Regions from separate parts of the Mus musculus genome. Here all the other regions are linked to region 1. Evidence: chromatin contacts called from public HiChIP or PLAC-seq data. All regions are on one chromosome and are shown on one strand. Each heading gives the region's core, a stretch centred on a gene start, on an enhancer-like site or on the middle of the called end of the contact. The rest is flanking DNA. Distances are from core to core; before and after follow the strand shown.

Region 1 (3,511 bases), core at 733-3,232:
GCCCCAGTGTAGGGGAACTGAGGGTGGGGAGGTGGGAGTGGTGGGTGAGTGGAGGAACACCCTCATAGAAGCAGGGGGAGGGAGGATAGGGCAGGGGCTGGGGGGGGGGACCTGGAAAGGGGATAACATTTGAAAAGTAATAACAAAAATATCCAATTAAAAAAAAGAATATGGGTCAGGAAATATAGAATGGCTTTCTTTTCAGTTACAGTAATCTCTTCACTATATGTTATATTTAAATTACCAACAATTCCACTTATGGGTACATTATGATCATTATCTTATATTTCTTCATTGAACTTTAAAGGGCCTTGGGGGGGGACTGATAAAAACAAAGATAACTTCTTTACTCCATCTAGCTTGTTCAGATATGAAATAGGCATCCTATAATGTGTTTCAACAGGATAATAAATTCTACTAATGGGCATTGTTCATGAATACAGACTTTATAGTTTTAAATATTTTTTCTACTTGACTTTTAAAACCTAGCATCCCATATGGAGGTTATTGAATTCCTAACAAGTTTAAAGTAGAAAATAAATAGAACATAGAAAATAAAGAGCAAAGCACTTACTAAAAATGGAGGGTGTAGCAATTTAGGAGTTTGAATTGTCTAAAGACTGAAACTAAGCACCAGGACCTTTAAGTTGTGAGGGGTTTTTTGTTTTGTTTTTGTTTTTGTTTTTGTTTTTTTAAGTCTTCAAAATGCTACAGGGAACTGAAAATAAATTAAGTACACTCCATTAGCAATTTTAATAATTCACTCCGGGTTTCCCTCTATATCTGTACCTGGGAGTCCTGTTGGGGAGAATGTAGAAGACCACTGTGAAACTTACAGAGTTAAGTAAAAGGATGTGTCTCTGACTGCTGACCTGCAGAAGCCAAAGGCTGTCCCAGGGTGTGAAGAGGACTAGACACACTAGTCCCAGCCTTCTAGGACTCCAGGGAATACCAAGGCTTCTTCAGAGAGCTCCTATCAGGAGTTAAAAGTGACTGTAGTAGAAGATTCCAAGTATGAAAACCAGAGATGTGTGTGCGTCCTCTTGGTGATAGCAAAGATTTCCGGTCTGCCACGATTAGGCAGCAGCTGTGGCTAGTTGTCCATTTGACACCTGGTGAAATGGTAGTTTCAGAGAGAGAAATATTTAAAATTGACACCTGTCACTGAAACATTTGGTGCAGAATTTTAAGAGAGGAGCTAGAACTAACGGTAAACTGTAGTGCTTAAATTTGATGAAAAAGAAAGGCTGCGGAGCTCCATTTATGTGAGCTGGTCTTTTCAGATAAAAAGAAATGTCTCTTTTGGAAATGTCACCGAGCAACAAAATAAGGCCCGAATTTAAAAGAAATTATTTTTTAGAAGTCATATTGAAATATAGAGACAGCAAACTTGGTAGTCATTAGAAAAACCTGCAAGATGGATATTTATCATATTATTTTCTTTTCTGCTTTTCCACAGACTCTCTAAGTGTCCTTAATTGTTGTTAATATATCGTAATTCAGTGTATGGACACGATTGCTGTGACTCTCCAGGAATTCGGAAATCAGAAGTGCCAGGTAAGGAAGAGAGGCATTAAGAGCAACACGGAGTAATGTGTTGCCAGTGTTGCTTTGATCCGGGGACACGCCGGGCCAACGCGTCTATCTGCCTGACGCCTGGTCCCCGAGCGCACCCCTTCTCTCCAGCCCCTAGCCCGCTCGCGCTGCAGTCGCGCTGCAGTCGGGAAAACCCTGCCTCGTGGATGGGTCGGCATAGACCAAGTCCTCCCGGGAGACTCTGGCGCCCTGTGCACCGCCTACAGGGAAGTGACAACCGACGGACTGTCTCGAGCAACACTGGAGTCCCAGCTTATCAGGTCGTCCCTCCACCACTCCATCGACCATTGTGATGTCATGCCTGGGACTTAACTGTTGCGACAGGACGGCTGCGTTCCGATTCCGACTGGTTGCCCAGGAGTGTGGGTACACAGAGCAGTCCCGAGGGACGTTGAGGGGTCGCGGCGAGCGGACCCGACACGCGCCGCGGCACCATGAGCCAGCGGCAGGTGCTGCAAGGTAGGAGCCTTGGGAAGGCGCCCCGACGGGTTGGCTCCTAGGGTGGGCTACTCCACTTCGCCTCTCTCTGCAGTGTTCGAGCTGTACCAGAACGCCCGGACCCGGTTTGTGCAGATGGTGGCGGAGCAGGCGACCAAACCCCAGAACATCGAGACACTGCAGAATGCGGGTGAGCCTTCACAGCTCATGGGACCCTGGTCCCACACCTCATCCCGAATCCATCTTCCTCCTTCATCGCCTTGGCCTCATCCTTCATCCCGCACTTCATCCTCACACCACCCAGCGCCCCAGCCTCCCTTGGTCCCCGGTCCTCTTTCTTTCCCAGCTGCCCACATTGTCTTTATGCTCCCTTATTAGCTCAGCTTTTGGGGAGCCGAGGAAGTAGGCTAAAGTGGTGCCAAGTTCCGCCGGACTCCCTCCCCTCCGCGGTATCTTGTGGGTGAGGCAGTGGAGGAGGCCTGGTATTATTTCCATCTTCGTTGCAATCGGCCTGCCATATGAACTGCCAGAAGTCGTTTTCCTGGATGGGAACGTACCCTAACCAGACCTAGTCTATCCCTCTCTTGTCACTCCTAGATCACATTCACTTCCTAGAAGCAAAGAAATCCCAGGCTGATTTCACTGGTCTCCTCTAGGCATTAATGGAGTAAGAGTAGTATGCTTGAAATTTTTTCCAGGACATTCGAAGCAGGCAAAACGGACCTGGTTTTGTGAATCTTACAGGGCATCCTTTTCCCACCCCTTAGTCTGAAAGGAAGGAGGGGAAAGAGGAGAGGTCACAGTTAGTGAAATCCATCTTTGTTCCACCACCACTAGTGAGTGTGTGTGTGTTTCTGAAGAGACAACACTGATGGGGCACCAAACACAGACCACAGAAAGGATTCCATCCAAATCTAGTTTGGAGAACCAATGAGTTTAGCATTACTAACAGGAACCAGTGTAATCTACCATTGACTACACCACTGAAAATACCTTCCCCATCACCTTAGTCACTTAGACATCCTGGAAAAGGTCCGTACTTCATAAGCCTCTGCTCTAAATGTCTTTGTCTGTAGTCACCTTATGATTTGAGGCTGAAAGACAGAGAGGCAGAGGGACACACACACACACACACACACACACACACACACACACACGAAGGGGCCTCCAGCATCGCCCAGAAGACAGCTTTCCACAAAAGCCTCTGACTGAACTGTAAGCTTGATGCCACTTACTAGGTCTTAAGAAAACCTCAGTTTACAGGATGAGATCTAATTTAAAACTAGTTTAAATGAACACATCATTAAAATAAACTAAGAACACATTGCCATGGTCACAGCACCTAGACAGCGCTTACTTCTGGCTTTCTTTGAGGAAACACCTTCTCTTGATCAGATTCTCTGTTTCCTCACTGAATTTTACTGTTTATCCCTTAGGTGTTATCTCTGGTTGTGAAGGGGAGCCATTTATAATAAAG
Region 2 (3,511 bases), core at 335-2,834, 500 kb after region 1:
GTCCTATGTTCATGGTGGCAGTTGTCCCCACAACTTTAAACCCTGGTCAAAGCTCACCAACTGTGTGTTTTAAATAAACATGAATCCCTCCCCCAAAAACCTGAATACAAGACATATTGAGTCAAGAAAAGTCTATACAAAGATCAAAACACTGATTTAAATTATTTCATAAAAAAATCTCTTTATGACTTGTAATATTGTATTTTTAAGACATGTGTATGATGTACTAGCGCAGGACATGCCTATAAAAGTCAAACCGATCTCACTACACGTCTGTCTTTGCCATTTACTAGAAAAGTGACTTTATGCCAACTACTTAGCTCATACCTCATAAAATTAGGGTGGGGCTTATATGACTCGCGTTAAAAGCTCATAACTCTCTGGCTTAGAATAAGTGTTCACCAAATGTCCATTTAGAAATGGCCTAGGTGGGAGAGCATGCATACTAGTACACAGTCAAACATACACCCACACGCACACATGCGCACACACAGTTTATAATGTCATAGGAAAACACTGGGACTAGCACACATGTAAGTTAGAGCAATGGTATAAAATAAGGAATGCTTTGTGGGCCTGGAGGAGCGAGACTTTCTGGAGGAAATCTTGACGATAGATATGAAAAATGAGCAATGGTTTTTGGACCAATTAAGGGAGTAAAGGGCAGAAAATGTCACTGTGTACTTGAGAAATTATTATATTTATATACATATAGGGGGCTGGAAAAAGGAAGATAATGAATTGCGTTAGTTAAGATATTAGTCAAAGTTTAACCAAAATATAGAAATCACGTGATATATTTGCCCACAAATACTTTGATAGAAATAGTTGTTAAACATGTAAAAATCTGCTTGTTAGGTGATTAAGATGGCAGGAAGAGGAAAGTCACAACTGTGAACAACAGAAGTTGGAAAGGTCACAACTGTGAGATGCATCCGGCCCTGTTAGGGCCGAGAGAACAGAGAGCAGGTGGGACAGGAGTCTGCAAAGTGTAAGGGGTGGAGAGATGGACCCCTAAAGGAAACTGACGGGCTCTTTCTGGTGACTGCACCAGCCCAGCTTGATAAGTAGAAATGAAGGAAGAGTCGGCCTGGAAGATAAACAGTGCCCAGGAGAGCACAGCTGGGAAAGGAAATGGGGATTTGGAATGAGAAGCTGGGGGAGGGGGTGAGGTAGAAGAGACTGGAAATAAGGCAGCGGGGGGTGGGGGGTGGCATCAAACAGGCAAACAGTTTGGGGACAATGCCTTTTCCTAAGAAAATTACAAACATTCGAGCAATAGAGGGACAAGACCAGAACAATTATTTCCGGGGGACTGGGAAGGGGGAAGGGGGAGAGGGATGGGGCGGTGTACATCTATGGTGTAGAGGAAAAACCGGGAGGAGAAACTAGAGTCATTAGCTGCGATGACCTGGAATGTGGTGGCAGTAAGAACATGAGAAAGATCTAGTAAGGGAAGGAGCCAATTAACTGATGGCTTCTTTACTGAGAGGATGGCTAGGGGGCAGAGGGCGAGAGAGCAAACAGGATCGTCTTTATTTGGGCCGTTGGAAAGAATATCTGAAGACGAGGAAGGGAGGGAGAGGAGGAGATTTTGAGCCTTGTTAGACTTGCCATGGCACGATTGTGGTTCCTGCAGGATTGATTGATCGATCACTTTGGAGCTGGACAAAGGGAGCCTTGGGGCTAAGAACTAATTCCGGGCAGAGCACGCATGCGCAGCCCAGCGTCGCCTAGCAACAAACATCAACACAGACCCTCAGAGGCCAGTGGAGTTTGCCACATGTACAGAGCCACTGCTTCTTGAGACTTGACTCCGCGCAGGTAAACGACAGGCACGGATGCACACCTGTCCCGAGGGTTGGAGAGGCCAAGGACTAGAAGACAGGGCAAACTGTAGCGTTCAGTGCACAGGTGGGGACCGTTGGGACAAAGGAACAGTACACCAGACAAACTGTCCCAGACCTGCACCCGCAGTTACGAGGTCACTTAACGGAGCAAACCTGGAGCTCTAAGAGCGATTTGAGGAGCTAAGATCCAGTCACTTGACTGTAAGCGATTCTTGAAGTAGGACCTTACCTGCTTCAGCCCTCCACTGCGGCTTTAGTTCTGCTTAAAGGCAGCTTCTGCCTTAGCGACTACCTAAAGCTCAGAGACTGAGAGGGCTGCAGGAGAGAATGGGGAAACAAATAACAAATAGGGCAAATGTGGCTATGAAACGTATTCATTTAAGCCACACCCATTGTCATAATCAGTACAATGAACCTGGTACCTATTCATCCCGCTATCTTTTAGCTGTTTCCAAAAAAAAAAAAAAAGGTAGGTGGGTGAATTTTGTGTATATCCAAAGACGTTCGTTGCAGCCTTGGCCATAATTCCAGAAAACTGGAAATGGATGCTAGATGAGTAATGAACTTGAAAAAACATTATTTAAATGATATGCTGACCAATGGAGAATAAATGGAAATGGAAAGGTTTTGAACTTGCCCTTTAATAATTTCTTAGGAAAATGGTCCCAGGTAAGGAAATTGACAATCGGCAATACAATTTAGGCAAGATGGTAAAACAAAAACAAAAACAAAAACAAAACAAACAAAAACCAAAACAACAACAACAAAAACAAAAACCCACTTATCTTTGGTAAATTTTACTTTGTTCATTGTGTCTATGGCAAATTGCTCCCACTTATACCAGAGGATTACATCTAAGCCCCTGAACAGCCATCCTACACCCAATATAGTGGTAAAATCCAGCCGCCTCTAACTTTGGAGCATTGCCCAGGACCCATCCATGTTTGCAATGCTGTGTGTATTTATTCTCTGCACTGTTCATTATTCAACTGTTCAAAACATCATCCAGGAATAGAAGACATTAGTCTGAGGACAACTGAGATAACTCCACATAGTTTTGTGTGGGTGTAACTTGTCTCCTGAATGTCCTTTAGCAGGAATTGTTATAAATCAGTTGCTGGTATGTCTTTCAATAGCTTATGAACTTATTTTGACCTATGAACTTACCCCTGTGCCTACGATAGCTTCTCGCTGTTCTGGAATAGTTCCTGTGTGTCTTCCTGAATGAAACAAGCTCAAAACCAAGGGCCTATGTACTTTTCAAGTATGTATGAGTATTTGAAATTTTAGAAGAAATGTTGGTGCTAATATATAAAAAGAAAATTGGAAATTGGTATTTTAATGTTTTACTAATGGTACATTTCCATACATTTTAAGATAGTTTTCTCATTTTGTAAGAATTTTCATGTATCCACTAGTTGCTGAGTGAATTCTAAAGCAATCCTGATGAAAAATTTGGGAACTAGAGAGATGGGTGAGTGATTAAGAGGACTTTGTTTGGTTCCCATCACCCACATTGCAGCTCACAAGTTTATAACTTCAGTTTCAGGGGTCCAACACCCTTTTCTAGCCTCCTCAGGCACCCAGCATGCACATGGTACACATATATGAAGGCAAAACACAGTATACATAAAATGAATACATCTAAATATTATTTATAC
Region 3 (3,511 bases), core at 369-2,868, 460 kb after region 1:
ACTGTCATGGAAGAAAATTGTAATTTTTCTAAGCCTACTTAAGCACTTCTAGCCTTGACTGAGCTGAGCACTTTGGGGACACATTTTTATTTTTCCAGAAATAATTTATAACTCATTTCTAGGTTTGCCAATAACTAGAATGTGCATCAAATAGTGCTTTTCTGTAATTATGTTTGTGTTAGCGTGTTATTATATAATTATCAAATTTTAAATTACTATAATATACAAGAGAGCATATATTTTATAATGGACTAATTACACAACCCACGGAATATTGTAATTTTCGAGGAAATGCTTGCCTATGAGTGTTTTCCAAATGTACTCGGTGGGACATCAGTGCTTGCCACTGCTCAGCTGCCGACCACTTACCACGCTTAGGGTTTAGCAGAGCCAGCTTGCTTCACACAGGGCTGGCTGCAGTGCCAGCTGACAGAAGAATGTTTGCCACAGCCTGACTATCCATCTTGAAAAGGGACCCCACTGAAAGCAGAAATACTAGATAAGAAGGAAAGCACAAGAAAGGATGGATTATAATTGAATTGAAACTTTTCAAATCAAATTATTTGGCCACTATTCTTTTTGCTAATTTTAATCTGAAAACCATTTATGCTGTTCAGTGTTATTAATTCATAATGCACTGCAGTGCTTGATATAGCTTGGATGTTAATGTCTTCTGAAGGTTCAATCGTTAGAGGTTTGGTTCACAAACCGTGTTACTGTTCGCAGGAAGAGAAACATTTAGGAAGATAGGTCACTGGCCATATACACTTGAAGGACACATGGGACCTTCTTGTCTCTCTTTTTGTTTCCTAGAAATCTTAAATGAACAATTTTTCTCTATGAATTCCCATCAGGGCAGCCTATGCTGCAGTTACAACACAGCAGGTCTAAGACAGCAAGAACCAAAAACTCAAACCCAAGAAGTAAACTAAGCCCTTCTTTCATAAAACAAATAATTTCAGGCATTTTGTCAAAGTGACAGGAAACTAACAGTCTGCAATCAATCATGAAACATGATTGTGTGTGTGTGTGTGTGTGTGTGTGTGTGTGTGTGTGAGAGAGAGAGAGAGAGAGAGAGAGAGAGAGAGAGAGAGAAAACATACACTGTCTATATTTTCCTGGCTCTCATTTGATTTTAAGTACATGATAATATGGGCTTGGATAGCTTCTTAATCTGCTTTCTTTCTTTCCAGTCATTAATCTACGGCTGAGAAAGTTCTCAGTTATATCAGCTTTCACGGGATGCTGTGAAGGCTGTAAGTGGTTTAATCAGATGAGTTTCTTCTTGTAATAAGAACCCGGTATACAATTTATGCCCAATGAATATTTTTCAAAGGTGGGAGGGCAAGAAGGAGAGAAAGTGTCCACGTGAGAAAGTGTCCACGTGTTTATGTAAGTTTGCCAGAGTGACTGCGCCTGAGGTTTATGGATGCAATGTTGTTCTAGAGTGTGATAGATGCAGTGCTTCCCCTTAGCGGAGGGTGGGCACTGGGATGAGTAAGCATGAAAGTAGGGAAGCAAACACTGCCAAGCTAGAGATCAAATTATACAGGCTCTGCTGTTTCCTCCTGGAGCCTGCTGTGGGGGTGTGCCTCAAGACCTTCCTCCCGGGAGAGTCACATTTCAACACAATAGAAACCTTCATTCCCACTGTGAAGGGTGTGGCTCCCATCTCTTTCTGGCTCATCCTTCCTACTGGAGTGACTTTCTTTGGAGCTAAAAGCATCCTAGCCATTTGCAAGCACCTGAAGGGTAAAAGGCATAATGATGGCGGCGGCTCTGCCACATAGCTATTTTAGTGGTTAAAGATAGAACAGCTGAAGCCCAGTCTGTCCATAGCTTTGTGACCACTTTGCCACACCCAAGTCTGGGAAAGTGAAAGGGTCCTACAATATTAGTGATGAAAAACTGATGCTGAGTTTTCTGTGTCCTTCATAGACTATGACTGCCATGTCTGGATGTGATAAAGAGCCTATTAACTAGGAGTTTCACTGAGCTCAGGGTATTAATCTTTTCTGATTTTATATAAAACTCTTGGGGGTGGAGGGAGTTGTTGCTTAACTAAAGACCTCTAGAGAATTCTGAGTTGAATAAAGACACCAGAATACCCAGGAATAAGATGAGTCAATATAATCATGATATTTATATGCCAAGGAGATTTTAAGACAAGAGAGAGCTGAACTTACTTTTTTACCCAAAAATAAACTGTTGTCCACTGAAAGCATACTATGTGCTGCACTGCACTTAGTGAGCGCTTGTGAGAGCTTCACTCTGGCAAACAGAAAGGCACTGAAACTCCAGGGCTCAGCTTGTGTGCACTCTCCCCTAGCTGAGTTCATTCCTATGAATCCCAAACCTTCTACACAACAGCCACTCTTAGAGCTACAAATAGAGTCACGCTCACAGGTGCCAAGCGCTAGCCCACTATGAAGTACGGCCTTCAAGTACACAGACATCAGTTACAACTTGAGCTGGTATATTTCCTTAGCAACCCTGAGCTCTTCCAGGAACCTTTATCTCAGTGAATAATACCTTCTAGTCTCCAGTTACCTATGTGTGACACCTTAGTTGTCCTTGCTTCTCTCATGCTGGTGTCTCTGGTTTCTGTCATTCACCAATCTTATTGGTTCCAGATCCTGGATCTCTAGATCCATCTACTTCTCTCTGCTCCTCTCTACTCTGCTAATACTGTGTCCAAATAAGATTTCTTTTGCACATCCCTGAACAGGATATAGGGCCTCCTCATGTACACTAACTTACAGTTTGAACAGGAAGTGACCCTCACAAGCCCAAGTCAGTTGAATGCTTGGTCCCCTTTAGCAGAAGGGATCCAGCTAGAGGAGTAGATTTCTGGAGTCAGGCCATTCAGTGTATTTTCTTCCCACTGCTCATTTCTCTCCCTCTCTCTACCAATCTACATATAGACAATGTTTGTACCAGGCCGCTCTTGCCACAATGCTCTGCCTCACTGTGGGTGGGGAATCATCGGTGTCAAGGTCCATGGACTGAAGCTTCTAAAATTGTGACCCAAAATAGTGTCTTCCTCCTTGTAATTTGTTTATGTCAGCCTGTCTGTAACAGGGATGGGGAAACAACCAACACACTAAGTAACTATGAAAAACACAATCTGTCACAGCTTGAAACCCTTTAAGGATTTCTGCTTCTCTAAAATCAACTCCAACACCCTCAGCAGCCTGTATCAGGCTGTGCATCAGTGGCCAATTCTACATGTCTCCTCCATTTACTCCATACCCTCATCCTGGCCATTGTAGCCCCATTAAGTTCCTCTCATGCCACAAGCCTTTGTGTGTATTGAGTTATCTGCTTAATCGCTCATCTAGGGAAATATCTCTTATTCCCAGATCTAGGGTAGCAGTAACCAGCATGAATGTCATTATTCAAATATCTCCTCTGGTTGGTAGGAGTCATGGGAACAAGGGCTTCCCAGATGGTACTTTGTGTTAAATATTTGAAACTCACAGGCCTTACAAGTCTATAAGCAAGGACAAGG

Evidence for each region. HiChIP or PLAC-seq counts read pairs in DNA pulled down with a chosen protein or histone mark.
Region 2: a contact with region 1 is called in an H3K4me3 HiChIP or PLAC-seq map of fetal liver, with 5 times the contacts expected there. The contact joins the promoter of Armc3 here to the promoter of Spag6 in region 1. A contact is called at or near these places in 5 of 115 datasets of contacts at active chromatin or transcription factors (bone marrow-derived macrophages, embryonic hindbrain, fetal liver and 2 more) and 2 of 9 other capture datasets (embryonic stem cells and macrophages).
Region 3: a contact with region 1 is called in an H3K4me3 HiChIP or PLAC-seq map of bone marrow-derived macrophages, with 6 times the contacts expected there. The contact joins the enhancer-like site here to the promoter of Spag6 in region 1. A contact is called at or near these places in 2 of 39 promoter capture datasets (the HPC-7 cell line and frontonasal cranial neural crest), 1 of 484 Hi-C or Micro-C datasets (myocytes), 5 of 115 datasets of contacts at active chromatin or transcription factors (bone marrow-derived macrophages, embryonic forebrain, embryonic hindbrain and 2 more) and 2 of 9 other capture datasets (adipose tissue and macrophages).

What each region holds. Positions count from the first base shown.
Region 1 is chr2:18,697,040-18,700,550 of GRCm38.p6, forward strand. Spag6 (sperm associated antigen 6) reads left to right here and starts at 1,983. Exons shown (of 11, transcript NM_001001334.2): 1 at 1,983-2,055; 2 at 2,129-2,224. The coding sequence starts at 2,031.
Region 2 is chr2:19,197,534-19,201,044 of GRCm38.p6, forward strand. Armc3 (armadillo repeat containing 3) reads left to right here and starts at 1,585. Exons shown (of 20, transcript NM_001081083.2): 1 at 1,585-1,824.
Region 3 is chr2:19,159,348-19,162,858 of GRCm38.p6, forward strand. No RefSeq gene overlaps it. Among named protein-coding and RNA genes, the nearest start is that of Armc3, 38 kb to the right of the region's middle. Within about 2 kb of position 1,619, at least 27 of the 459 cell types and tissues checked have an H3K27ac peak or open chromatin away from gene starts, as enhancers often do. A contact at or near this core is called in bone marrow-derived macrophages and myocytes, where this site is marked.